Regions from separate parts of the Sus scrofa genome. Here all the other regions are linked to region 6. A link is a contact called in public Hi-C and HiChIP or PLAC-seq data. All regions are on one chromosome and are shown on one strand. The core of a region is the stretch at or near the end of the contact, and the rest is flanking DNA. Distances in the headings are between cores, read along the strand shown.

Evidence for each region. Hi-C and Micro-C count contacts between places; a contact is called where the count stands out from the background. HiChIP or PLAC-seq counts read pairs in DNA pulled down with a chosen protein or histone mark.
Region 1: an H3K27ac HiChIP or PLAC-seq map of alveolar macrophages shows a contact between it and region 6. The contact joins the promoter of AVPI1 here to the promoter of PGAM1 in region 6. A contact is called at or near these places in 1 of 5 promoter capture datasets (fetal liver), 2 of 47 Hi-C or Micro-C datasets (heart right ventricle and liver) and 2 of 2 datasets of contacts at active chromatin or transcription factors (alveolar macrophages and skeletal muscle).
Region 2: a contact with region 6 is called in a Hi-C map of heart right ventricle, with 2.5 times the contacts expected there. The contact joins the promoter of PI4K2A here to the promoter of PGAM1 in region 6. A contact is called at or near these places in 2 of 47 Hi-C or Micro-C datasets (heart right ventricle and omental adipose tissue) and 1 of 2 datasets of contacts at active chromatin or transcription factors (alveolar macrophages).
Region 3: an H3K27ac HiChIP or PLAC-seq map of alveolar macrophages shows a contact between it and region 6. The contact joins the promoter of HOGA1 here to the promoter of PGAM1 in region 6. A contact is called at or near these places in 2 of 47 Hi-C or Micro-C datasets (liver and skeletal muscle) and 2 of 2 datasets of contacts at active chromatin or transcription factors (alveolar macrophages and skeletal muscle).
Region 4: an H3K27ac HiChIP or PLAC-seq map of skeletal muscle shows a contact between it and region 6. The contact joins the enhancer-like site here to the promoter of PGAM1 in region 6. A contact is called at or near these places in 5 of 47 Hi-C or Micro-C datasets (liver, omental adipose tissue, skeletal muscle and 1 more) and 2 of 2 datasets of contacts at active chromatin or transcription factors (alveolar macrophages and skeletal muscle).
Region 5: a contact with region 6 is called in a Hi-C map of skeletal muscle, with 4 times the contacts expected there. The contact joins the promoter of MARVELD1 here to the promoter of PGAM1 in region 6. A contact is called at or near these places in 1 of 5 promoter capture datasets (fetal liver), 2 of 47 Hi-C or Micro-C datasets (embryonic fibroblasts and skeletal muscle) and 1 of 2 datasets of contacts at active chromatin or transcription factors (alveolar macrophages).

Annotation. Positions count from the first base shown.
Region 1 is chr14:109,049,180-109,053,778 of Sscrofa11.1, reverse strand. AVPI1 (arginine vasopressin-induced protein 1) reads left to right here and starts at 1,551. Exons shown (of 3, transcript XM_001929060.5): 1 at 1,551-1,732.
Region 2 is chr14:109,005,628-109,009,955 of Sscrofa11.1, reverse strand. It overlaps PI4K2A (phosphatidylinositol 4-kinase type 2-alpha), which reads right to left and starts at 1,813. Exons shown (of 9, transcript XM_001929034.6): 1 at 1,244-1,813. The coding sequence starts at 1,678.
Region 3 is chr14:108,955,648-108,960,420 of Sscrofa11.1, reverse strand. HOGA1 (4-hydroxy-2-oxoglutarate aldolase 1) reads right to left here and starts at 1,609. Exons shown (of 7, transcript NM_001190169.1): 1 at 1,039-1,609. The coding sequence starts at 1,249.
Region 4 is chr14:108,980,924-108,985,378 of Sscrofa11.1, reverse strand. All of the region lies in intron 6 of HOGA1 (4-hydroxy-2-oxoglutarate aldolase 1), which reads right to left. Among named protein-coding and RNA genes, the nearest start is that of MORN4, 16 kb to the left of the region's middle. Within about 2 kb of position 1,573, at least 3 of the 83 cell types and tissues checked have an H3K27ac peak or open chromatin away from gene starts, as enhancers often do. A contact at or near this core is called in skeletal muscle, where this site is marked.
Region 5 is chr14:109,067,907-109,072,921 of Sscrofa11.1, reverse strand. It overlaps MARVELD1 (a long non-coding RNA gene), which reads right to left and starts at 3,728. Exons shown (of 3, transcript XR_002338495.1): 1 at 1,461-3,728.
Region 6 is chr14:108,820,212-108,824,487 of Sscrofa11.1, reverse strand. It overlaps PGAM1 (phosphoglycerate mutase 1), which reads right to left and starts at 1,706. Exons shown (of 4, transcript XM_003483535.4): 1 at 1,411-1,706. The coding sequence starts at 1,549.

The sequences.
Region 1 (4,599 bases), core at 302-2,801, 230 kb before region 6:
AGTCTGGCTGCCTATTCCCAGGTGCCCTTTGTGACTATTTTTGAACCCGTGCACAACTACTCATCTTCAAACCAAGTAAACAAACACTTATCAAGGGCCTACTGGATACTCTGCCACCACTCCTGCCCCCCCAAGCCACATTTCAAGCTGCAGCCAAAGTGAATTTCTAAAAACACAAATTTGTCAAAAGGATGAAATGAGCTACTATTTGTAAAGTGCTGACTGGCATTACTGGTACATAGTAAGTGCTAGAAAAGATCTAGTAAATAAACACATATAATGCTATTCAAATGGAAACTTCACTGCCTGCTTCTGCTTCTGGCTTCCCACCTCTCTCTCCCTTGTTGGCCTTATCTAGGCCTCATTTCAAGTCCTTCTGAGACTGGCTACCTCCTGGCCTTAGCGTGTACTCTTTTCCTTATAGGCTTTTCCCAGACCCACTCCTCATCCTGTGACCAATTGCAGCTCCTCCATATCTCAGCTGAAGTATTACTTCTGCCTTCTAGGACCTCCCCAAAGGAGCTTAGGTTCCTTCATTTTACCCTCTCAGAGCCATAATGTGTATCACAATCATAGTCACACTCAATATTTTAGGTTTATAAATGTCAGCCTCTGGAGTTCCCATCTTGGCTCAGCGGTTAGCAAACCCAACTAGCATCCATGAGGACTTGGGTTCGATCTCTGGCCCTGCTCAGTGGGTTAAGGATCGGCGTTGCAGTGCGCTGTGGAGTAAGGTCGCAGACAATGCTAGGATCCCGTGTTGCCTTGGCTGTGGCCTAGGCCAGTGGCCACAGCTCCGACTGGACCCTTAGCCTGGGAACCTCCATGTGTTGCGAGTGCAGCTCTAAAAAAGACAAACAGACCAAAAATAAATAAATAAATAAAATAATAATAAATGTTAGCCTCCTTGACTAAACTGTAAATTCCCCCAGGACAAGGCTTATTAAAGGTGTCTCCAGTTCACTGCAAGTCAAGAAACTCCGACAGGGTGGGTCCCTAATAGACCACTGTCGAATGAATGAATAAAACCTTTTTAATAGCCTCTCATTTAGGCTACTGGCCCAAGGTTGCACAGCTGATTGAAGATTCAAACTCACGACATTCTGGCTTTGAAGCCCAAGGTCTGACTACCGCGCTGACTCTTCCTCTCCCTCAAAACTCAAGCCAGAATACCAAGTGGTCTGCTGTTGAGTTTAAGTAGCTGCAAGTCTATTTGCGGAGGGCCACAAGCCGCAAGGAATCCCGCGCCGCGCTTATTGGCTTCATTCCCAGGGGAGGGGTGCACCCGTCACGTGTACCCAGCTGGGCCAGCCCTTGCCGCACCCCGGGACTGGAATGCGGCCCCGCCCCCACTCCCCAGCCAGCAAAACCACGCTCTCCCCGAGGACTGACGTCAATGAAGGGAGCACCTCCGGGCGCGGCGTGAGGGCAGCCGAGGGCGGGGAGAGAGAGCCCCAGGACACGCCCCTCGCTGCCGCTGCGTCGCTGATTGGACCGGGGGCTTCTTCGCACTGGAGTTTCGAGGCCAGCGGAGGGAAGGGGGAGGAGTAGGGCCACGCCTCTCATCCCTCTATCTCCACTGATTGGCTCGCGGAGTCTTCGCGTTCGATTTTGGAAGGCTCGCCGGGAGCTCACACCAAGGCTCGGCTCAGGATTGGCTGTTCTGGAACTAGGGAGCGCTTTCTCCGGGGAGCCGCGGCTGTGACCGAGGTGGCCCGCCTTGGGCGGCCAGGTACGTAGGTCGGCAGCCTGCCTCGCGCTGCGGTGGAAGTGGGTGGGCGCGCCGTCAGAGCAAGGGTGCAGGAGGGACCCGAAACCCCAGGTCCACTTAGGGCCCGTCGTTGTGCGAAGCTGCCACGTCTGAGCCCCGGGGGCCGACCCGCGCAGGGAATGTCGCCATGTGACCTCGGCCAGGACACCCCCTCCCAAGCTCTCATCCTGTTCATGAACGCCGCCTGGTCCTTGTGAGCACCGTCGCGGCAGGAAGCCCAGAGCTGCGCCCACCCCTTCGAAGGGGAAGGGGTTAGAGTGGGCGCATTTTAACTTGCGATTTGAGGTCTGTCGTTGCTGCCCTTCAGCGTGGTGAGTAATCGTTCTAACCCCCCGTGGGGCCGTGGAGGGCCGAGGTCACAGAGGCTAGCTTGGGAGACCCGACTTTGGATCCTTGTGCCTTCCAAACCCACAGAATCAGATAGCAGGCTCTAAGAGGTTTCAAAGCCTCCTGAGTCCTTCCTCCCTCGGAAGACCTCGTCAACCATCTGGCAGGAACAAAAATAGCAGTGGTGGAGAGCGTGGGCTTTGGGCTCAGACTCACGTTCGCATCCCAGGCTCTTCACCTACCACCTGTGTGACTTTGGGAAGTTACTTAACCTTTCTGAGCTCAGCTTTCTCATCTGTAAAATGGGTGTAATAATAATGACTCCTCGTAGGAGTTTTGTGAGAATTAAAAATGTTACTCCTCAGGAAGTGCTGTTCTGCACTTGACAGAGAGCAAGCTGCCTCAATGGCAGCTGTGATTTAAAAGTCCACGGATGAATCCATCTCCCTTTACCCTCTTCTCTCAAGACTAAAGGCTCTTTGAGGGAGTTTTATGAGGATGGTGAGGATGCAAATGGCAATGATTCTATAATCCCCTGGTGGTTAAACAGCCTTTCCTTTACATCATTCATTCATGATGATGTGATGTATGGGATGGAAATTTTTTTTTTCCTGTCTTTTTGCCATTTCTTGGGCCGCTCCCATGGCATATGGAGGTTCCCAGGCTAGGGGTCTGATCGGAGCTGTAGGGTCGCCAGCCTATGCCACAGCCACAGCAACACAGGATCCAAGACGAGTCTGCAACCTACACCACAGCTCATGGATCCCCAACCCACCGAGCAAGGCCAGGGATCGAACCTGCAACCTCATGGTTCCTAGTCGGATTTGTTAACCACTGAGCCACCACGGAACTCCCGGGATGCAAACTTTTGCATACTTTATCTCCCTGGCCCCTTAAAGGTTATTTATTCTCACCATTTTGATGAGGAGCAAACTGCGGCAGGGGAAGTGGAGGCCTGCCACACTCACCCCAGTTATCAGTGGCACAGCCAGAATTCAAGGTTCTTGAACTCTTGAAAAGAATTATTCCTAGATCTAGAGGGAGTTTACTTCCAGGTCATATCTGAGAATCGATCTGGGAGAAGGACCTGTTTCCTTTCGTCACCTCCTGGGACACAGATTTGGAGGCCAGTGTGTGTCCTATATGTGTACCTTGCTGAACTAGGCCCAGTGGGGGGCCCCCACACGGCCATTTGGACTGGGCCTCTTGCTTGAAGGAGCCACTGATTTTGGCTGCTGTCCAGGGGCATGTTTGTGCCGGGAAGCAGGCCAAGGCCACAAGTGTTGGTTTAGGCCTTGGGCCAGAGCCTCCAGTTCTTTTTCTAAGAGGCCCTTGGCCTCCGGTTACAGATTATTTCTGTCACCAGCGTTATCTGAAGGGGGTGAGCTGAGTAAGGGCCCACTTGCCACCCAGGTCACCCAAGTGTGTTGTGCCTGTTGTAGTCCCCTGCACCTCCCAGGGACACCATGAGAACAGGTATCTGAACTGAGATGCATAACTTAAAAGAACGCTCAGCTGAGCACCATATTTATATACTGCAAATCTAGTGCAGGATGAGTCACATTTTAAATGTATTTCTTTGTTAGAAGCTCTATAGTTCATTTATTACTGTTTCAAAACGAGTTGAACTTCATTCTCAACATTTGATATTTCCTTTGGGAATTCATCTGCAAGCCAGTTCAGGTCAAATTGAAGTATTTTGCAATTAGTCTTTACTCATTTGCTCACAGACCCATGCTTATCTTTTATGTCAGCTCTGAAATGAAAGATCCATTTATAATCTTTTAATAGCTTCATGGTTTCATTTTCCCACTTAAAAAAGTACCATTGTTCAAGAATACACTGACTTCCCTAGATTCAGGTCTCATCCAGGAAATTAGTGGGGCGGTAACACCCTGAATGAGACAGGAAATCTGTTAATAAAAGGGTTCTGATTCAGTTTTCTCCCAGTTTACTCTCTAATCCTATGTCAAATCCACTGACTCTTCCTCCGAGCCTCGCTCTGCTGTCTGAATTCCAGGGTGGGAAGCAGAACCAAGAGTGAGGGGCTTCAAAATCCAGAGATGCCAGGTCCCTCCCACCCCCCGGTTCATGGAGGATGTGACTGAGGCTGCAGGCTCAGACTCTCCCCGATGGTTCCTTGTTGGTGCATTTGTAACTCACTGTAACTGTAACTTGTTACAGTTGGAGGCAGGAGGCTGCTGGGACCACCTGGGAAGGCAGGCTCTGAGCCATTTCCTCCCTGAGGCAGCGCTGCTGTTTGATCCCATTGCTCTCTTCTCTGAAGGGAGGGTAAGATTGCCTGAGTGTAAGAGAAGGACTGTCCGCCTTCTCCTACCACCCAGATCTGCTTGGAGTCTGTCCCAGGCTTGACCGTAGCCAGCCTAGGATGCAGCAGAGCAGTGGCTTCTCTCTTCTACCAGACCCTAACCCAACTGCCCACAGCAGCACAACAGTGAGGGTCTCCAGGGAAGACTGATGAGGGCACAAAAGGGGAGCTG
Region 2 (4,328 bases), core at 564-3,063, 190 kb before region 6:
AGGGACTTGGAAAGATTTTACTCTCAAAGCTTTCCCCCATCTCAGTTTATGTTAATTGAGTTGAGAGCAGATTTGCTCTCTGGTTCTTGATGGTAATTCAGGGGCAACATCTGGGAGAATAATCGGACCCTTCAATGAACCTAACCAAGAGCTGCAAAGTGACCATCCATCCTGGCCACTCAGCACCACCCATCTGACACACAGGGGAAATTTAAGAGAGCTCTGATACCCACCCTTCTAATAACTATAACAATAATATATTTTTCCAATAAACCATACTGGTCCAGCCGAGAACTTTAACAGGGAAGACTTGATATTTTTTTGACTCACTGATATTCCAAAGATACCTCTAGTTTGATCTAAATGCCTTAAATTCTTCTGCAATTATCAAAAGTATAAAAGTCACTTGTCAGCTGCCCTGATCGCTTCATGCCCCATTCCTTCCCATCCCCAACCTCCTTTAAATACATGCCAGTGATAAAACAGAGGTCAGCCAAACACTTCGCCTTCCTGAAAAAAGCAAACTTCTGAGTGTCCTAGGTAAAAAGTGAAGGTTAAAAGGTAGTTGATAGTCCCATGTTTCTCAAACTTCACATTCTAAACTGAGGAACCATAAAAGAGGATTTGAACAATTTCACAGAAGTGAGCAATGATCAGTACATATGAAACTGGTGAATCCACCCACTCTATCACCAACGTCTGCCAATAAGAGACCTGGGACGGTAGCAGGAGACATCTCCACAGCACAGAAAGATGGAAAAGAACCCTCAGAGCCCCTTATGGGTCACCCATTCTCCTCAATGCACAGCGACAACACTGGTTCTGTCCATAAAGAGAGAACGGGCTTAAATTTGTTAAGTCAGTGGACAAATAGCAGTCTCTATAGTTTAAAGCTCAGGAACCTAGTAGAAAGCAGCATTTCCCCGCGTTTCTGTCCAGAGGCCGATTGCCCCACCACACTGCCGGGCCCTTCGCCTGTATCTGGTCAATTTCCTCTTTTCATTTTCCGCTCCCTCCTCCCCTACCAAATAAGTTCTGATTTATTTCTTCATTCCGCAGAGCTTCTCCATCTCCAGTCCTCAATGGCACTCCAAAATCCTGCCAAGAGGCTCGGCACTATGAAGTTTATCCCTTTTGCAGCCTTTCAGCCCCCCTTCTCCCTATGGCTGTGCGAAGCCTCAAACTCGCCCGGCAGGCCCACCCTCCCCGAAGCCCGCGGCCTCGGTCCCCAGCCCGCTCTCACCCCCTGAGGGTCTTTGACGAAGTAGCTTCCGCTGGAGCCCTGGTAGATGCGCTCGGGGAAGATGCAGCGTTCTATGGCTAGCTCGGCCTGCCGCACCACCGCCTCGAACTCGGGGTCCTCCGGGAACTCGTTCCGCTCGCGGTGGGCCTGCGCGGCATGAGCCGCCGCCGCGGCCTGGGCGGCCAGGGCTTGGGCCTGTGCCGCCACGGTTTGGGTTTGACACTGGGCCGCCGCGCCCCGGGCCCGATCCAGCAGTGGCTGTCTTTCCCGGTCGTGGCCTGGTGAGCCCGGCGGAGAGGGGGCTGGGCCGGCCGCCGACGCCACGCGGACCGCGCCCCCCGGCACCTGCGGAAAGTGAGCGCCCGAGCTGGACGGGAAGGTGTAGTCCGGAGGTTGGGCCCGCTCGGGGGACACTAGTGGGCTCGTCTCGTCCATCCCTCAGGCCGCGGGCTCCGGGACCCGGTGCGCTCCACACAGCTGAGCTCCGGCCCGGACCAATCCGCGACACCCCCCAACCCGCGCCTGGCCAACCAGATTACGGTGCTTCTTGGCCCCGCCCCCACCCTCCCTGTTTACTTGGCGACGAGTAGGCACGACCCCTCGCGCGCAAACAGCAACCAATCAGAACCAGCGCCTACGCAATCGCGGCCTCCGCAGTTTTCGCCCGTCACCTTCTGTGAAGATTGCGCATGCTCCAAGAGTCAGCGGCGGGTCAGACACGCCCTCTGCTTTTTCGATCCTACTCTGCACTTAACTTCCGATTGCCTGCGCCTGTTTGGGAACCTTCAATAAAGCCGCCTACCTCATCAGTCAGTCTACTTGAGTGCCTATTATGAACGAGCTGAGAGACTGGAGAACTCTTGATCTGGAGTCGTTGCATCGTGCACTCATTCATTAAATATGTATTGAGCACCTCCTGTTTGCTGGAGAGACAGAAGAGAAGCAAAGAAACAAAAATTTCTACCTAAATAAAAAGTTTTTTTTTTTTTTTTAACTCTAGTCTTCATGTAGCTTACACACTGCCTGACCCAATGCTTAGAGCATATTTTTTTGGTTTTTTTCCTTTTTGTACTTTGAAGGCTGCCCCCGCAGCATATGGAGGTTCCCAGGCTAGGGATCCAATCGGAGCTGTAGCCGATGGCCTACGCCATAGCCGCAGAAACGCCAGATCCGAGCAGCGTCTGCGACCTACACCACAGCTCACCACAGCGCGGGATTCTTAACCCACTGATGGAGGCCAGATATCGAACCCGCGCGTCCTCATGAATGCTAGTCGGGTTCGTTGACCGCTGAGCCACCGTGGGAACTCCTAGAGCATATTTGTTAATTGAAGAAAGGTATGGTCCCATGAGACTAAAAAATTCCAGGAGTTCCTGTCGTGGCGCAGTGGTTAATGAATTCGACTAGGAACCATGAGGTTGCAGGTTCGATCCCTGGCCTTGCTCAGTGGGTTAAGGATCTGGCATTGTCATGAGGTGTGGTGTAGGTCGAAGACGCGGCTCGGATCCCTCATTGCTGTGGCTCTGGCGTAGGCCGGTGGCTACAGCTCCAATTAGACCCCTAGACTGGGAACCTCCATATGCTGCAGGAGCGGCCCTAGAAAAGGCAAAAAGAAAAAAAAAAAGAGTCCATGACCTTTTTTTCATCACTGTAAAACCTCAGTGTCTAAATGTACAGTGGGTGCTCAGTACATTTTTGTTAGTGGAAAAGAGGACCATGTAGTCCCTGCCCACAAGCTGAAGACACACAGCTCTCTGAGGCCTAGAAGAAAAAGAGCCGATATTGAGAGCTGGAAACTCCATATTAAAAGTTCAGTGACTTGGAGGTTGGTTGGAGAGTCAGCGAGGGCCTCAAGTTCAGCGTGTGCTGTGAGTTGTCTTAAAGGAGGAATGTAATTAGGTCACTGGAGGGCACAGTTACCCATGAAAAATTAGTCAGTATTCAATCTAAGAAAGAAATGGAATATTTTATTCAAAACAAACCTGAGGATTATAACGTGGGGGACAGTCTCTCAGAGAGGTCTGAGAACTGTCCTGAAGAGGTGAGGGGAGGTCAGTATATATGTGATTTTGAGGAATAGGTACTACAATCAAGCATACATCTTGGTAGAAGGTTATTGCTATTCACAAGCAACAGATACCTAGTTAACAGTTTTAGTGCTTTTCTAAGTATGGGAAGATGCAAAAAACAGGTTCCTAAAATTTCTCCTGGAAATATCTAACTAAGGGCTGTGAGTTTTCTCAGAGCACAAAGTGCCTCATCCTGATCTTCACCCTGAATTCCTTTCAATGTACTGTAGGCCAATAACTTGCAGTGGCTGATGACTTGATGCTTGTAGAACTGGATATGAGCAACATTCTTTGCTTTACAATCCCTGCTTTTTGGTCTTAATTTCAGCTAAAGTTTGAGAGGCATTTCGTGACTAATTTGCCTCATGGCACCAGGTTGGGTGAGGACTTCACTAACAGACCATTCAATCTGCTATTACTGTAGGTAATCAGCCAAGACCTACTGTATAGCACAGGGAACTATACTCAATATTTGGTAATAACAATAAGGGAATAGAATCTGAAAAAGTATAAATATATACACACACACACATACACACACACACACATATATATATCCTGAATCACTTTGCTGTACACCTGAAACTAACACGACCTTGTAAGTCAACTGTACTTATGGGAAAAAAAAAAAAAAAAAAAAAAAAAGGACTCGGGAGACAATCTGAATAGGGTCTATTGGCCAAAGATGAGATGGCCTGAGCATTAATAAAGATAATAAATGTAGGCGTTCCCGTCGTGGCACAGTGGTTAACGAATCCGACTAGGAACCATGAGGTTGCGGGTTCGATCTCTGGCCTTGCTCAGTGGGTTAAGGATCCAGCATTGCTGTGAGCCGAGGTGTAGATCAAAGACGCGGCTCAGATCCCGAGTTGCTGTGGCTCTGGCGTAGGCCAGCAGCAACAGCTCTGATTCGACCCCTAGCCTGGGAACCTCCATATGCCTCATGAGGGGCCCTAGAAAAAAGACCAAAAAAAAAAAAAAGGTAATAAATGTAACAGAATTGAAAAAAATGTGCT
Region 3 (4,773 bases), core at 360-2,859, 140 kb before region 6:
CCCACTGAGTGAGGCCAGGGATCAAACCCGAGTCCTCATGGATACTAGTTAGGTTTGTTACCACTGTGCCATCACGGGAACTCCAGAGCTGTGTTTTGAATCAAGGGTGTATGTTCAGCTCCATGGCACCACCTCAGTCAGAACCACTCCATTCCCATGCTGGTGCCAACCAGGGTCTATGGCTTGGAATGATCCCATCTAGGGACTCAGCAGTCAGTGCAGTGGAGTGAAACTGAGCATGGCTGTGCAGTCAACCCAAGTCCAAATCCCAGCTCAGTCATTTACTAGCTGAGTGACCTTGTGCAAATAACAGCATCACGCTGAGCGCCAGATGCCCATCTGTGAAATGGGGCTATTGGGAGCACTGCCTCGGAGCACTGCCAGGAGAGACGGATTAGAGTGGGCAGGGCAGGATGGGCAAACTTTGCCACTTTTTATTTTCATTTATTGCACCCATGGCTGTGTTTTACACTGAGCATCACAAATATGATCTGGTCCCTGACCTCAGGTTGGGGGGAATCCATGTGTAATGGGGAAAATGAGCCAGAGGATCCAGAACAGGAATTAGTTTGGCCAAGGGAGGCTTTGTCTAGAAGAGACTATGCACACAAGTCTTTGAGGGAGATGAGCCTGCTGGCTGGGCTGCCACATGTGACACCCAGGCTGCCATCACATCTGCGTAGAGTGTCTGGTTGACAAAAGCTTTCCCACCCGTTACCTAGTTTGATCCCCACAATAATGCTGGATGAAGAACTTTTTTTTTTTTTTTTTTTTTTTTAACAAACATAGCAGGTTACAGTTGGGAAAACTGAGGCAGGTGAGATTCCAGCCAAGATCACAGGCCAGCAGTTAGCTTCCCGCCTGTCTCCTGACTCCAGAGCAGGGACCTGTTCCTCTCTCATCAGAAAATGACCCGCAGAGTAGCCTACTGTCCCAGAGCAGCTTGACAGAGCCTGAGTACCCTCCTCTGGTCTCTGGCTCAGGACACCAGGGTCACTCACATCTCCCCAACTTCCACAGGGGGCGGACCCCACTTACCTCGGAAGGGAAAGGTGCCCAGTTTGTGCAGATTCTCCTCCAGTTTCCCATAGTCCACCTCGGCTGTGGCAGTGAAGGGGGTGGTCACGGGGGGGTAGATGCCTGAGATGTCCATCTTCCTCCCCTCCCCTGAGGCCCAGCTCCCCATGGTCCTGGACAAAGCCCTGCTCAGCCCCCGCCTCACAGAGGACCAGACTTTGGGGCCCAGCATCTCTGCAGGAGGCTCCAGGCCCAGCTGGTTTCTGTCCCCAAGAGATGCTGACTTCGGACTCCTTCCTACTCTGGTTAATGATCAATGGGCCTAGTTAAAAATTTGCTGCCCTCTGACTTGTTGGTCTTCAGGCAGGCTGGGGCCTGGTGTTGCCAGGGTCAGAAGCTAGGCCTATAGGCCTCAAAGAGGTCCTCCCTCCCCCTGGGGAGCAGCTGGAGAAATGCCACAATCCAGCGTCTCTCTGGCCAGACGGAGGACTGGTTCCTGGGGTCCTGACACTAAATGGTGCCTCCAGTGGGGCCCCAGGCCCTCATCCCATAATTTCCAGCCCCAAAGCCAGGAACCAGGCTGGCTTCCGCCTTGCAGATCGGAGCTTGGCGGAGCTGATTGGCTGAGTGCAGGCCCTGTGGGAGGCGTGGCAGGCCGGGTGAGAAGCTGCCTGTGATCAGCCGCCCCTGGACTGCCCTACTCCCCCTGCCAAGCTTCTCCGGGCAGGACTGCCACGTGACGAGCCTGTGCTGGCCACATACAACCCCACAGGACAGCTGTCACCAGGAGAGGGTCCCTGGACGAGTATGTTGCAAAGCTGATCCACACTGGGACTTGGGAAGAGGGGGGGCAGGGAAGAGGCAATTAGAGGCGTCAGTAGGAAAAGCAGCCCGACTGGCTCAGTGAGGCCAACGGGCTCCAAGTTCCCCTCTTGCATGAGCCCAGCCTTGCTCCCAGTCTTCCTTCCTTCCTTCCTAAGTATTTCAGGCACAAATAGAAATGAACATCACACATAGAAAAATGACTTTTTTATTGCGGTAGCTTGTGGGTGTTCCTGGGGTGAACACAGAGGAGCCAAGCAGTCCTCAGCCTGAGGGCCATTCTTGTGACCCTCCAGCTGTATGCAGGGGACAGGTCAGGTGCCAGCCTGGGCTGCAACAGGCATTTACTGTGCTGGCACAGGCTGAGGGGTTGCCCGCCCACTCCCAGACCCCTCCAGCCCGTTCTGCTCCGACTCCGGCTCGGGGTGCTCCAGAGCGTGCCGGGTGTCAGCTTGCCACAACTGCACCAGGTCCGTGGGGGTCTTTCCTGCCTACAGGAACCAGGAGGAGATCTGGTCACTGTTCAGAAGTCCATATCAGGAAGTGCCCTCATCCATACCAGGGGTTCCCAACTGCGAGCAACTGGCAATGTCTGGAGACATTCTCAGTATTATAACTGGGCAGGGTGGGGTGGGGTGGGGAGTACTGGCTTTTTTTTTTTTTTTTTTTTTTTTTTTTTTTTTGTCTATTAGGGCCACACCTGCGGCATATGGAGGTTCCCAGGCTAGAGGTTCAATCGGAGCTGTAGCTGCCGGCCTACGCCACAGCCACAGTAACACCAGATCCGGGCTCTATCTTCAATCTACACCACAGCTCACAGCAATGCGAGGGCAGGGATCGAATCTGCGGCTTCATGGATACTAGCCAGATTCGTTCCCATTGTGCCACGATGGGAACTCTTACTGGCATTTTGACTAGAGGCCAGGGATGCTGCTCAGACATCCTGTATTGCACAGGACAGTCCCCCACAACAAAGAATTATCCAGTCCAGAAGTTCCCATTGTGGAACAGCAAATTAAGAGCCCAACTAGCATCCATGAGGATGCAGATTCGATCCCTGGCCTTGATCAGTGGATTAATGATATGGTGTTGCCATAAGCTATGGTGTAGGTTGCAGATGCAGCTCAGATCCGGTGTTGCCATGGCTGTGTCTCAGGCCTCAGCTGCAGCTCTGATTCGACCCCTGACCTGGGAACTTCCATATGCCACAGGTGGGCCATAACAAAAAAATTATCCAGTCAAAAATATGAATAATGCCGAGAAGTCCTCGTTTACACCTTCTATCTTCCTGACTTTCTCATGATCCCCTCAGCCTTTCTTTTTTTCCCTTTCATATAGCTACTTCTTTTTTTTTTAATGTTTTTTTAAATTTATTTTTTATTTTTAATTTTTTTTTTTGTCTTTTTAGGGCCACACCCACAGCATATGAAGGTTCCCAAGCTAGGCGTGGAATTGGAGCTGTAGCTGCCAGCCTCCACCACAGCCACAGCACCTCAGCAGCTTTGTTATGGCCCACAACTCACAGCAATGCCAGATCCTCAACCCACTGATCGAGGCCAGGGATTGAACCTATGTCCTCATGGATGCTAGTCAGATTCATTTCCACTGAACTACAACAGGAACTTCAGTTCTTTTTTTTTTTAAATCGAGGTATAATTGATGTAGAATTTTATCTGTTACAGGTATACAATACAGAGACTCGAAAATTTTAAAGGTTACGCTCCACTTAACAGTTATTATAAAATATTGGTTATATTCCCTGTGTTGTACAATATATCCTTATAGCTTATTTTATACATAACAGTTTGTATGTCTTAATCCCCTACCCTTAGATTGCTCCCTCAGCCTCTTTTGAGTCAGGGTTCCTCCTTACCCAATTCTCCTCCCTTTTGTGATTACTTGGGGCCCCAAAAGCTTGGACGGGGGTACATAGGATCCTAGGGGACCCCCAAGGACCACAGGAGTCAACACTCAGGGCTGGGAACCATCTGCTGACCAAGTGCTTAGCTTCCTTCCAGCTCCGTCCCCCCACAAATTTGAGCCTGGCCATTAGATCCCCCTACGGTCTATTTGGGGACCTTTGGGAAGTCCTCTTACTGCCCCTTCTGGCCTTTTTTCTGCGCTTAGATTTTCTGGAGCACTTGAGAGAATTGCTCCAGAAGCTGGGTGGACCCCCTAACCCCCCTGGGGGCCAGAGAAGCCCTCCACGGAGAGAGCCCTCCACGCCAAGTCTGTATGTCCTCTGAGTGCCAGGCTGGGGCGTAGGAGAGCGGTGCACACTGTTAACTGAATCAGGGAAGGAATGAACTTACCAGGTTCTTGGTCATCATGTCAGCCCCGTGTAGGAGCAGCAGTTTGATGATTTTGTAGCGGTTGAGTCTCACGGCGTCGTGCAGGGCGCTGTCCCCTTCCTAGAACCAGTGTGACACTCAGCATGGCCCACATGGGCATGTGGGAGCCCTCAGGCTGCCTACACCCCTATGGTGGGGCTGGGAGTGAGGGAACCCAGACACTCACTCTGTCTTTGGCATTGATGTCCAGGCCCAGGGACAGAAAATGTTCCACGATCTCCACGTGCCCCGTCCGGACCGCCACGTGCAGTGGGGTGCTCAGCAGCTGGGTAGGAAGGAAGCAGGACATGTTGGCCTGTGGTCCTCTGGGATGGGAATGTCTTCACTCCAGCCTAATCCTTCCCCCAAGTCCTAGGGCCACAGCCTGAGCCCAAGGGGCAGGAAACTCTATCCAATGATCTAACGCTGAGGCATTACATGCCACCTCCTCTGGGAAGTCTTCTATGATTTCCCTCCCACCCAGATATGAGCCACTGCTCCCTCTTCTGCCCTTTTAAAATAATTATGATAGGGAGTTGCCCTCGTGGCTCAGTGGTTAACGAATCAGATTAGGAACCATGAGGTTGCCGGTTCAATCCCTGGC
Region 4 (4,455 bases), core at 324-2,823, 160 kb before region 6:
CAGGACCCAGATGTGTCATTTTCAGAAAGTCAGGGTTCCCACCCTCCTCCTCCTGTAAAGTAACTCTGCTGAATCTATGCGGCTTAGATTGAGCAGATTGGGAATCCAGAAGGCAGGTGGGCAGTAAAGAACACAATGCCAGAACCTAGGCTAGAGGACAGAAGGCGCCTCCTTTGGTTTGGGGAGAGAATCCACGCCATCAGGGAGGAGAGTGGCAGTGCATCCTCAGCTGGGATGGGAGAGGCAGCGCTGTGGGTCTGGGCAGTAGAGCATCCCTGGTCTGGGTCCCATCACTGGTCTGCAGCCCAGGTCCCTGAACCTGACCCAGGGCACAGAGGGCCTGGGAAGTCAGGCACAGCCCACCTTCTCTCACCCCAGCAGCAACGTCGCCCCCATCCCCCATCCCCCATCCCCCCATCCCTCCTCCCTGACCCCAATCCAAATGCTGCCACAGGGAAAACAAGGAGTCAGTGTCCAAAGAAGTTACACTGTGTAACCTTGTATCATTAACTTCTCTCTGAGCAAGTTCATTTGCCTAAAAAAATGCAGGGGCCAGACCACAGGATCTCTAACGTCTTTTCCATTGTAATGGGAGACTTAGAGCTATTGTCATACTTTAAAATCATGCGTGGAGAAAATAAAGCATCAAATTTGGAGTTCCCGTAGTGGCTCAGCAGTAACGAACCCGACTAGTATCCATGAGGATGTGGGCTCATTCCCTGGCCCCCACTCCATGGGGTAAGGATCTGGCATTGCCATGAGCTGTGGTGTAGGTTGCAGACACTGCTCAGATCTGGTGTTGCTGTGGCTGCGGTGTAGGCTGGCAGCTACAGCTCTGATTGGACCCCTAGCTTGGGAACTTGCATAGGCTGTGGGTGTGGGCCTAAAAGTCCAAACAAATAAATAAACAACCCCCCCCAAAAAAAACCCATCAGATTTCTTTTCTTTGAGCATTGCAACTAGTTGTTTCATGCTGATGGGAAGTTTTAGGTTAATCTTTGACTACCTAAAAACTAGGAAAGTAATTATTATGTAATAAAATTTTCTTCTGAGGGAAGGTAAAACCTTCGAAATATGGGCTTCATGAGGGGTAAAAATAATAAAAAGAGGTTGTTTGGGGTAAAAAGGTTGAGAAGCATCAATGAAGGATTAATACCTACTCAGCCGTAGAGGCCAGTAGGCTTCAGGAAGCCTCCTCCTAGGCCCTGCTCCAGCCATGATGTTCCAACAAACTGGGCTTTTCACCCAAAACCTGAGTAGGGTGGGAGAGACAATGGAAACAAGAAATAGCTAGAGGAATGCTTTCTCCCACCAGAGGTGTCTGAAGAGCTCTGCCTTGGCCCTCTGTAGACCCTGAGAAACGGTGGAATGCTTTGGAGGTAAGAACCATGGAAAGTCCTAAATATAGTCGGGGCAGGAGGCCGGCTGGGCAGGAGGGTAGAAGAAGCACATTGCGTTCGAGCAGGGCAGGGCAACAAGGTGACATCAAGCTGCTCTTGGGGTGGTTGAGCCTACAGCGCAGGCAGCAGACAGGTGTCCAAGGCATTCCTGAGTGTGTGCCCAGAGCTGGCACAGGACCAGGCACAGAGGGAAGGGTAAGAGAGGATGGCATGCCGAGGGCTAGGATGGCAGCATCCTCTCTTCCCAAGGGGCAGCCCGAGCTGCTTCGTCTGTAAAAATTAGGAGATCCCATATCACAAGAATTGGATGAGAAAAATAGCACTGTTAGCCCAGACGCCAAGAGGCCTGGAAGCTCCTCTTCCTGTTCTGGGGGCAGGTAGGTTCTGGGACCTTCTTGCAGGCAGCTGGGAGTGGGAGAGTGGAGGTCCTAACGCAGTGGCATGTCCAGAATGTGTAGCACAGCCTGGGCCTTTGGGTGGGTGGGGGCCTCAGTGGAAAGACCCTCATTTCTCCAATTCTTATGCCCTATTTTTAGAGCGTCCTATCCCAGGAGAACCTTCACACCCAGGGAGACTCACGCTTGCCTCCTCAGCTGTCCTTTCTCTACATCTGAGTTAATCTGTCTCTTGGAGGGAAAGATACAAACTGTGGGGAAGTCTGGAGTCTGCCCACCGCTTTAGGGAACAAAACATTGCCTGGCTCTGTTGGGACTGTCGTCTCAGAGGCAAAACTTGAGGGGCCACCAAAAAACACTGTCACAAGACAAATATTTAATGCAATATTTTTTAAAAAGTAAAAAATCAATGCAAAAAAAAATCCTTAATGCAAAAAATGCCAAAGTTTTTTTTTTCTTTTTTCTTTTTAGGGCCCCACCTGTGGCATATGGAAGTTCCCAAGCTAGGGATCAAATCAGAGCCACAGCTGCCAGCCTATGTCACAGCCGTAGCAACACCAGATCCTTAACCCACTGAGCAGGGCCAGGGATTGAACCCACATCCTCATGGATACCAGTTGTGTTCGTTACCACTGAGGCACAATGGGAACTCCCACTTGTTTACTGATTTATCTTCAAAGGTTGTTTTTTTTTTTTTTTGCCATTTTTGTTTTGTTTTTGTGTTTTTTTGGCAAAGTTTTAAATAAAGGCAGGATCCAACAGAGCCATGCCCTGTCATAATGTAGCCTGAGGCAGACTAATCATGTGTGTCCCTATGTACACAAAAGTGGATTTGGGCAAAAAAATTGTTTTGATGTGTTTGCTTCCATTCAAGCCAGGGGAGTAAAATTCTTTTTTTTTTTTTTTTTTTTTTTTTTTGCTTTTTAGGGCCTCACTCGCAGAATATGGAGGTTCCCAGGCTAGGGGTCAAATTGGAACTGTAGCCGCCAGCCTACGCCACAGACACAGCAACGTCAGATCCAAGCCACATCTCCACAGCTCACAGCAACACTGGATCCTTAACCCACTGAGCAAGGCCAGTGATCAAACCCGAAACCTCATGGTTCCTAGTCGGATTCACTTCCACTGAGCCACAATGGGAACTCCTAAAATTCTAATCAGTTATGTTTTTGGTATAGATAAAAATATCTCTTTTTGGCCATGCCCACAGCACGAGAATCGTCTCAGGCCAGGGATCGAACCTGTGCCACAGCAGTAAACCAGAGCCACCATGGCAACAATGCTGGATCCTTAACCTACTGAACCACCAGGAAACTCCTAGATAAAATATTTTAAATGAAAAAAATGCTGTGAATTTTAAAGCACCTACTTTTAAATGTTTCAATTTTTTTCTCCAACTACTTTAATGTTTTAGGAGAGAAAACTCACCATTTAGAAAACTATTTAGAGCTTCCAATTCCAGGAAGATGGAATAGGGATACAATTCTCTATTCCTCCCAAAAGGTAGAACTAAAACCCCCAGGACATTATGTAAAAACAAACATAAGACTGTGAAAGGCAGAGAGAAGAGAGACAAACCAGGGGCCTCAGGACCCAAGGAACAGCACAGTGCTAAGCTCCGTGGCCCGGACTTGGAGCTGAAGGAGCAAGTAACCCTGAAATGCCAACAAGCACAGACAAGAAAAGCCCCACAAGGAGTTCCTGTCGTGGCTCAGCGGTAACAAACCCAACTAGTAACCATGAGGTTTCAGGTTCAATCCCTGTCCTTGCTCAGTGGGTTAAGGATCTGACCTTGCCCTGAGTTGTAGTATAGGTCGAAGATGCAGGCTCGGATCCCACATCCGAGCTGGCACCTGCAGCTCCGATTTGACCCATAGCCTGGGAACCTCCATATGCTAGAAAAAAAGAAAGAAAAAAATAAAAAAGCCCCACCACATCCTGTTCTCTCTGGCCAAGGACTGGGAAGGGGCAGCTGAGCAAGATGGAGAATTGCTAGTTAATAATCAATAATCGGTCTACTCCAGCCAAATCCCACAATAAAAACCTGTGGCCCCACCCACACCCTGGCCAGCAAAGGCTGAACTGGGGGCCAGAATTTCTACCCCATACTCAGCGGTAAAGAGTACCCTGTGCCCACGAGGGATGGTCTCAGAAGAGGCCTAATGAAGAGAGTCAGAACTCTGACTGCTGCTCTGCACTAAGGAGACCATCCCCACTAGACACAGGAGGGATGTCCGTGAGGCCACATGGGGAGCAGTAAGGAGGTACTGCTCCCCCTTCCAGCTGGGGAGGGATCAGTAGAGGCCTAGAAGGGAGCTCTTATTTCTTTCAACTCCCCCAAAAGAAATCTCCAGGCCCAGATGGTTTCACTGGAGAATTCTCCAAAATGTCTGTTTGTTTTTCTCTCTTTTGTCTTTTTAGGGCTGCACCAGTGGCATATGGAGGATCCCGGGCTAGGGGTCCAACAGAGCTGTAGCCACCGGCCTACACCACAGCTCATGACAATGCCGGATCCTTAACCTACTGAGAGAGGCCAGGGATCGAACCCGCATCCTCATGGATGCTAGTCGAGTTTGTTAACCACTGAGCCAGCACGGGAACTCCCTCAAAAATGTTTAAAGACGATTTAACACTAATCCTCACAGTCTCTTCCAGAAAAC
Region 5 (5,015 bases), core at 2,479-4,978, 250 kb before region 6:
GGAGCTGTAGCCACTGGCCTACACCACAGCCACAGCAATGTCAGATCCGAGCCGCATCTGCAACCTACACCACAGTTCACGGCAATGCCAGATCCTTAACCCACTGAGCAAGGCCAGGGATTGAACCTGCAACCTCATGGTTCCTAATTGGATTGTTTTCGCTGCGCCATGGCGGGAACTCCAGGCACAGAGTTTCAGTTCTGCGAGATGAGAAAGTTTCGGAAAGGGATGCTGCCGATGGTTGCACAACAATGTGAATGTATTTAATGCCATTCAACTGTACACTTAAAAGATAGTTTCCATGGTCAATTTTATGTAATGAATATTTTTACCACGATTACATTTTTTTCTAAAAATAATGATGTCGGAGTTCCCTTCGTGGCTCAGCAGCTAACGAATCTGACTGGCATCCATGAGGTTGCAGGTTTGATCCCTGGCCTTGCTCAGTGGGTTAAGGATCCGGCGTCGCCGTGAGCTGTGGTATAGGTTGCAGACACAGCCTGGATCCCGAGTTGCTGTGGCTCTGGCATAGGTCGGTGCCTACAGCTTGGATTAGACCCCTAGCCTGGGAACCTCCATATGCTGCAGGAGCAGCCCTAGAAAAGGCAAAAAGACCAAAAAAATAAAAATAAAAATAAATAAAAACACATGCTGGCCTCCTCTAGTCTAGTTTCGAATCCAGAGAGTGCTGAGCTTTTTCAAACAGCAGACCTTGATGGATTTAGCAAAAACGTTGAATTGTCTCTTTGGACATTGTGGTTATTACTGTCCCCCCCCACCCCCAACTTGCTCTCTGAATATAATCGCTTTAACTGTTAGAAAAGGAGGGGCCTCTGTTTTTGTTTTGTTTTGTTTTTTGTTTTTCTTTTTAGGGCCGAATGGAGTCATAGGGAGGTTGCCAAGCTAGGGGTCACATCAGAGCTACAGCTGCCGGTCACAGCCACAGCCACAGCCACACGGGATCTGAGCCGCGTCTTCAACCTACGCCAGAGCTCATGGCAACCTCAGATCATTAAACCACTGAGCGAGGCCAGGGATCGAACTTGCATCCCCATGGATACTAGTTGGGTTCATTTGCACTGAGCCACGACAGGAAGTCCCCCCAATTTTTTTTTTTTTTTTTTTTTTTTTTTGCTTTTGCTTTTTAGAGCCGAACCCGTGGCATGTGGAGGTTCCCAGGCTAGGGGTGAAATCGGAGCTACAGCTGCCAGCCTAAGCCACAGCCACAGCCACAGCAACACGGGATCCGAGCCGCGTCTGCAACCTACGCCACAGCTCATGGCAACACCAGATCCTTAACCTGCTGAGCGAGGCCGGGGATCGAACCCCCAACCTCATGGTTCCACGTTAGATTCGTTTCCCTGTGCCATGATGGGAACTCCTGGTTTTTTTGGTTGTTGTTTTTTGTTTGTTTAAGTCAAAGGGCAATGATCCCTCTAGAAAGCCAAGGTGCATCTTACCTTATCAGGCTGGGCCAGCTGTTCACTCCAGATCCAGAGTTTTCTTCTCTCTTTGATGTGACTCACTCCTGCCAGCTGCTCATGGTCAATGCTAGCATCTCTTACAGGTGATGTTCCTTTTGACTGGAACACCATCTGGAGAACTTGGCTTCATTTCCCAGATAATGTAAAGAAAGGTTCAAATCCACAGTTCCCAGGCTCTCACTGGTCTGGAGAGCAGCTATCTTCTCTTTCACAGAGGGGTTGTGGGGCTCCCTCTGCTAAGGGAACTCCCTGGGGAAAAGGAGTGCCCCCCATCTTCAAACAGACCGCAGCCAAAGGGTTGGGCCCCTTGGTGTCAAAGGAGAGCCCAGACAAAACAGAGCTGCTTGGAACCTTAAAGTGGGAAAAACTGGTCCTGGTCCAGATCCAGAGGTGAGTAACACTGGAAACTAAATTACTTGGGCTTCTTTTAGAGCAGGACTTCACAGAGCCTTTGCTATGCTAATGAGCATTGTGACTCTCCCAGAGGAGGAGAAAGCACCTTGACAAACCCTTTTGGCCTTGAAAATCTCTATTAGAGGGTAGCTCCCAAACCCGGATTCCTGGCAACAGCCACTGCTTTAAAGTAAACAGTGCTAGACTAGGAGTCCAAAGACGGGCTTCTAATCTTTTTTTTCTGGCAGCTCCCAAGAGCAATCTCTGAGTCTCCATCTATAAAAAGAAGGGGTGGGGCTCGCCTAACATTCATAGACGGTGGTGTGAGATCCCTAAAGGAAAAAGATATTGGCAAGTGGGGATGGAGCGGAAGCCTGTGAGAGGAAGGCCGGGAAGATGAGGCCAGAAATGCCAGTGGGCATTAGGACCTGGCCTCCGTGAACCCCGAGGACAAAGGCAGAACAGGCAAAGGAGAAAGAAGCCTCCAAAGGTGCAAGAATACATCCCTCGAGGCCCTTCCTATCCATCCTCACCTTTGCAGACGGGCCTCACCCCAAGACCTCAAAGCACAGAGGGATGGGCCTGGAAGGACTGCGCAGGATGCCCGCACGAGCCCAAGCTAAAACCACACCCGTCGCTCATCCCGGGACCAGTGGAGGCTCGTCCCCCGCTCCGCCTGCGGCGGCATGCCTGACTTTTTCAGCACGCGAGGTTGGAAGAGAGGCCAAAGCAAGGGGGTGCTCTTCTGAACGCGGGGCGGGAGGGAGGGGACCGTGGCGCCGCCAGTAGACTGGTTCCAATTTGGGAGCCACCCCCGGATCTACGCGGCTTCTGTCCACGTCTAGCTCTCGGCCGGGAAAGGGAAAAGGAACCGCGAGTCTTCGCCTCGGGGCGGCCCATCTGAGTGTGTGCGTCAGCCCCTCGGATGCAGCCCTGCCCCCGTCCCGGGAGACAACAAATCCCGCGTAGCTGACACGGATTCTGGGCGGCGGCGCTGCCGTCGGGCGGGATCTGCGATCAGGGCGCTGGGACGCGGGCGGCGGCGGGAATGAGGGGCGAGGGGAGGGTGCCGGGGCGCACGGGCGCGGGGCGGCGGCGGCGGGAAGGACGGGTCCACCGCCCCGCGGCGCGGCGGCCTCAAGCCACCTCCTGCTCGCCTTGGTAGTGGCGGCAGCAGCCATAGAGCGCCGAGAGCAGGTAGAGGCCGAGGCAGAGGCCGCCGCAGACCGCGGCCGCCAGGAAGGCGTGGTAGGCGCAGGACATCTGGTAATCCTTGAGGTTGCAGTAACTGTGGCTCTGCGTCTGGCTGATCATGATGCCCGTCGCGGCTCCGTAGAGCGCGGCCGCCAGCAGGTCGTGCGCCACGTTGACCACCAGCCAGCGCGAGCCGAGCACAGGCACCAGCTCGTGCTTGCCCAGCAGCGTGAGGAAGTAGAGGCCCAGGGTCAGCAGCCAGAAGAGCACCGACACGAAGAGCGCGAAATGCACCGGGCCCTGGTACCTGCTCGTGGCGATGGTGATCCAGAAGGCGGCGCCGGCCAGCAGCTGCAGCAGCCGCAGTACGCCCAGCGGGCCGCGCAGGAAGGCCCGCTGCAGGCTCACCGCGCCGCGGGCCGTGCGCGCCTGGGGCGGCGGCTGGCGCGGGGGCGGTGGAAGCATGGCCCCCGGGCGCGGTGGCGGCGGCGGCGGCGCCCCGAGCAGCGGAATGGCGACGTCTGGCTCGCGGGGGCAGCCCGGCCGACGTGCCCCTGCGCCCGCCCGGCCTCCTCGCTCCCCTCCGAGTCCTCCTCTCTTCCTCTGCCCTTCTCCCCACCCTTCCTCCCCGCAGCTCTCCTCTCTCTCTCTCTCTCAACTCCTCCTGCCCGCCCTCTCCCTTCCCCTCCTCCGTCTCCACCCCCACTCGCTCCTCCCGGCTTCCTGCCTTCTCTCTTTGGGCCTCGTCCCCACCCTGGTGCCCCCCTTTCCCGTTGGCGCCAAACTCCCATCTCGGATTCCTTCCTCCGCGGGGCAGGGCGGAGGGCACCCGCAGCCCCAGACGGCCGAGGGCCTTCCGCTCGGTCCGACTGGGCCAAGGTCGCCACATCTGCCCACGCTGCCGGCTCTGCCTCCCTGGCTCCGGTCCAGCCTCAGGGCGGAGAGCAGTCTTCTGGAGCTAGGAGAGGCCCCCCAGCCTTAAGCCCTTTTTTTCCCCACTGTCTCCTGCCCTGGGGCTCACTGGTGCCTCCTGGCCCTGCCGGGGCGCTGGAGGAAAGCAGTGCTTGCCTGAGCCCACATCTCTTCTCACCTGAACACTCGGAATATCCTCTCCTGCTAGTGCCCGCCTCAAACTTCTGTCCGAAGCGGGGCTCAGACTTTGACTCAGCCATGCCAGCTCCTCTGTCAGAGAAAAGGGCCATCTCCCTTTTGAGGCCCCACTGCCCCTCCCTCACCACAAAGGAAAGTCCTGTCCATCAATCCAACCTCTTTTCTGAACTTCCTAGCCATGGAGTATATTAAAACTAGGCTTCCCCGGAGTTCCTGTTGTGGCTCAATGGTAATGAATCTGACTAGTATCCATGAGGATGTGGGTTCCATCCCTGGCCTCGCTCCGTGGGTTAAGGATCTGGCTTTGCAGTGAGCTGTGTTGTAGGTCGCAGATGGGGTTCAGATTCCAGCTGCTGTGGATGTAGGCCAGCAGCTGCAGCTCCAATTGCACCCCTAGCCTAGAAAATTCCATATGCCACAGGTGCAGCCTGAAGGAAAACAAAAGGCTTCCCAGCATGACCAAGACATAAGCCCAGGTCTAAGAGACAGCAAAGCCCATGAACTTAACTACGAGGCAAAACGGCCTATAATGGAGCCTAGAAATGCTTTACATTATTATTATGACTGTGCTTGGCAGGAATTCTCATATAAGCCTCTACAACCCAGGAGATATATACAATTATTTTCCTCATCTTACGGGGGAGGACAACGAGACCTAGAGAGGTTAAAACCACTGGTTTCTTCCCTCCCCTTCCAATCCAACCCTTGGGCTCTGAGGCATCTTTCCGAAACACTGACCTCGTTGTATATACACGGGTTCCCCTACTATTTCTTTCTTCTCTGGGTGTGTTTTGCAACCTGGCCCCCACTGACTTCCAGTTTCTTCCACTTCCT
Region 6 (4,276 bases), core at 457-2,956:
ATTTAAATGGAATTTTTTTTTAATGCTACTAACATGTATTTAAAAACTGATATAGGGTGTATTATTTTAAGAGCAATTAAAAATTAAGGCATTTGATCAGTCTTAAAGGACAGCTGCAGTTTGCTTTGCCCTGGGCTAGTCATCAGCAACCACAGACCCATGCAGTTCTTCCTGCCAGGCAGCAGGAGAGAAAATGGCCTCCTTTACCAGCACATTCCCTAACCTGGCCGCTCCTAACTGGTATGAGGTCACACCAGGCCATCCCCAAGCATTCACACACATCCCCAGCAGGATTCCATTTCCCAGACCTCCCCACCCTCTGCTTCATTTCTAAAGGATCCGGAGTGAAGGCAAGAAGCTAGAGAGAGCAAACTGGGGCCAAATACCTGATTCACATCAACCAGGCATCAATGACCCTTTTAAATGGCTACTGCTTTGTCCAGTGGTTAGGAAGGTGCAGGGCAGGATCAGGGGAAACACCTCCTCAGTCCAGAGAGTCTTTGAAATGCTGGCAGCAAGGCATGCTTCCTTACAAAGGATCCAAAATCACAGAGAGCTGTCTGCCCCGGCGGGGGGAGCCTGGGTAGGTAAGCTTATCTCACCGCCACTGCCACCTTCGCCCAGCGTCCTGGCCAACAGCCTACCAGTTCCTCACACCTACCTGTTACTCAACCCCAGAACAGAGGCCAGGGGAGCAGACTAGGAACAAGGGGTGACCTTGAACAAGTCATCCTTTCAAGCCTCACTTTCCCAGCTATTAAAGAGAGCCAGTAAGGAATGGGAAAAAATAAAATCTGTATACTTTATGGGATTATGAAAAGGATCAACTCAAATCCCTCATTCATTCATTCAATTACATCTGCGCGTGCATTTTGGACAGAGGATTTGTGGAATGCTGCTAAACAGCATCCCACACAAGCACGTGCATGTCTTCATATCTGGAACCGTGCTGGTCTCCCCGCAACCCCCACCCCTACCCCCACCCCAGTGCCGCATCACACCGCCAGAACCGGGAAAAGCGCGTGGCCTGCCGCTTCACCAGAATCCGCAGCTGCCTCTTGAGTAGGTTTGGTTATAGCCGCTGGAAGATTCTGGGCATCCAATTTAGTCGCCCGTCCCCGAGTTACTAAATGATGACTAGAAAGGGAGAATTTCACAAGGCAGTGTTGCGGAGGCCGCAAGGGTCCTCTTCAGGCGCGCGGCCCCTCACACTCGGGAGACTAGGTGACCTTGAGTAAGTCGATTCGCTACCCTGGGCGCATTTTCTCAACTGCAACATAAACGGCTGAAGCGATAAAGCCCAAAGTCTCAGCCCTCTAGCGAGGGTGGGGGGCAACCAGGCGGCCCTGACGCATCCGCGCCCGCTCGGGCCTTCGCAGCTCCCACCCACCTCCCCGGCCCGCTCCGCACCTCGCAGCGCCTGCCCGCCGCGCTTCGCCTCCTCGTGCCCCGCCGGGCTCAGGTCCGCGTCGTACCAGCCGCTGAAGCGGTTCTCCAGGTTCCACGCGCTCTCACCGTGCCGGATCAGCACCAGCTTGTAGGCAGCCATGGTGGCAACTCGGGGTGCGGCGCAGACTGGGGCTCACCGAGATTCCGGAGTCTCGGCCAGGCCCCCGGCCGCGCCTGCGCGCTCGCGCCCTACCGCTAGGCTCCAGCGCACTTGCTCACTCAAATCTTTCCACTCGCTCGGGGCCGCCCTCCGCCCATCGGTGTACGCATGCGCCCCAAGCAGGCGCTGCAGGCTCCGGGGTGAGGGGAAGGACGGCAGGGCGCATGCGACTTCCGCCGCCCGCCAGGCGTCCGCCGCCCCAGTCACGGAGCGCACGTAAGCGCCGGAGGGCTTCGGTACTTTTGGGCGGCGGCGGGTCTTGGATGCGGGCAGGAGTGTTGTATCGCCCTTATTCATCAGCCCTTCGTTGTGAAAAAAATGGTCTTTGGCATTTGAGTTACTCTAGGCTCGGCCAGATCACTTTGCCATCTGTACAGAAAGTTTGATTAACACACCTGGATTGGAATCTTCACTTTGTTTTTTGCTTTGTATCTTTGGGCAGATCGCTTAACCTCGCTCAGCCTCATTCGTAAATGAACATTATAAATACTTAGCTGGTGCCTAGCTACCTGGAAGATGCTTAGTAATTGGTTGTTGTTTCTATTTCCATGGACACTGATCTCTTATTTTACACATAAGAAAACGCTTTGACTGCTGGCTCGAAAGCCATGCTCTTTATCCAACATAGGGCCGTTTGTCCAACCTGTTTATCTCTCACAGCCTCTAGTCAGTGCCTCCTCCTGGACCAGCAGAAGCAAACCCTAAGCGGATCAAACGCTCCAGAAGAAGGGTCACTGCCTGTCCCTCCTGTGCACTCAGTCATCAGTTTAAGTATCTGCTTATTTGCAAGCTTTCTGCTGCCCATCTCACTGTGTCCTGGTTTGTTTCAATCTAGCCCCCCCCCTTTTTTGTCTTTTTTTGTCTTTAGGGCTGTACCAGCGGCATGTGGAGGTTCACAGGCTAGGAGTTGAATCAGAGCTGTAGCTGCCGGCCTACACCACAGCTACAGCAACGCCAGATCCTTAACCCACTGAGCGAGGCCAGGGATCGAACCCATGTCCTCATAGATGCTAGTCGGGTTCATTAACCACTGAGCCACGACGGGAACTCCCAATCTAGCCACTTTATTGAGCATCAGATATGAGTCAGGCGTCGGGCTAGGGTCAAAGACAGGCTGGATGTGTTTTCTGCTCTTCACAGCAAGTGAAGTGGAAATAAGCCCTATGCGTACACAGCTAACAATGCAATTGTGCTCTGTCCTCTTTTTGACAGATGTAGAAAAGTTTTTAACATGCACTCATGAAACACCTACTATGTGCCAGACAGTGTTTAAAAGTGCTTTGCAGGAGTTCTCCTGTGGCACAGCCATGTTAAGGCTCCCGAATTGTCGCTGCAGTGGCTTGGGTCCCTGCTGAGGAGTGGGTTGGATCCCTGGCTCAGGAACTTCCATATGCTGAGGGAGCAGCCAAAAAAAAAGAGTGCTTTACAAATGTTAACTCCTTTTTTTTTTTTTTTTTTTTTTTTTTTTTCCATTTCTTGGGCTGCTCCCTCGGCATATGAAGATTCCCAGGCTAGGGGTCTAATCGGAGCTGTAGCCGCCAGCCTACGTCAGAGCCACAGCAACTCGGGATCTGAGCCTCATCTGCAACCTACACCACAGCTCATGGCAATGCCGGATCCTTAACCCACTGAGCAAGGCCAGGGATCAAACCTGTATCCTCATGGTTCCTAGTCGGATTTGTTAGCCACTGAGCCACGACGGGAACTCCAAATGTTAACTCCTTAATCCTCATATCCTTGTAACAATCTTATGAGGCCAGTACTATTGCTTCCCTGTTTACTGAAGAGGAAACTGAGGGACGAGGCAATTTGCCCAAGGTTACAGGAACCAGGATTCAAACCTAGGGTGGCTGGCTCCCAAGTCCATGCACACCTGACCTACTACTCTTTGGTGGCCTCCACATACTTGGTGCATTTTAGGCATTTGTCAACTTTGAAGAGTGGGAAGGATTTGAGAGGCAGAGAAAAGGCACCTTGGGAATGACATGAACCGAAACATAGAGGACTGGTGTGTGGCTATATTATCTACCATATGTGAAAGTTTAGCGGGTCAAGTGTTTTAATGTACTAATTTCATGTGATGTAGGTACTATTCATAGCTCCATTCGACAGATGAAGAAACTGAGACCCAGAGAAATAATTTGTGCAAAGTCATAGCTTGGGCAGAAGTGGAGAAGAAAGCAGGACTTGAACCCAGGCAGTCCAGTGCCCTATCGTGTTCTCTAACCACAGTGCCCCACTGCCCCCCTCCACTGCAGCTGGGCAGAGATGGAATTTAGTGACCAGAGCAGTGACTAGGATGAGGTCCAGCATGAAAAAACTGCTGCACTTGGAGCTTACAAACTCCTGGGGCTGCAAAGCAAGAACTGCCCTGGAAAGCCTCCTTGTTCAAGCTCCCACATGGGGGGCCTTGGAAGACTCCCCCTTTGGAAGTTACCCCTCTGGTCATTCCTTCTGCTTGGTCATCCCAATACTGATGCCCAGGCCCTCCCAGGGAGAGAGAGCTTTTCCAGCCTTAACCTTGGCTTTTCTCACTCTTCTTTTTTGTCCCTCTACCTGGGTCTTAATCCATGCTCCCAGTTCTGGCTGGTGCTGTGTCCCTTTGGTCACCCCCACCCCCACCCCCAGCTCTCTGCTTCTATCCAAGATTTCTGTTCTCTTGGCCAA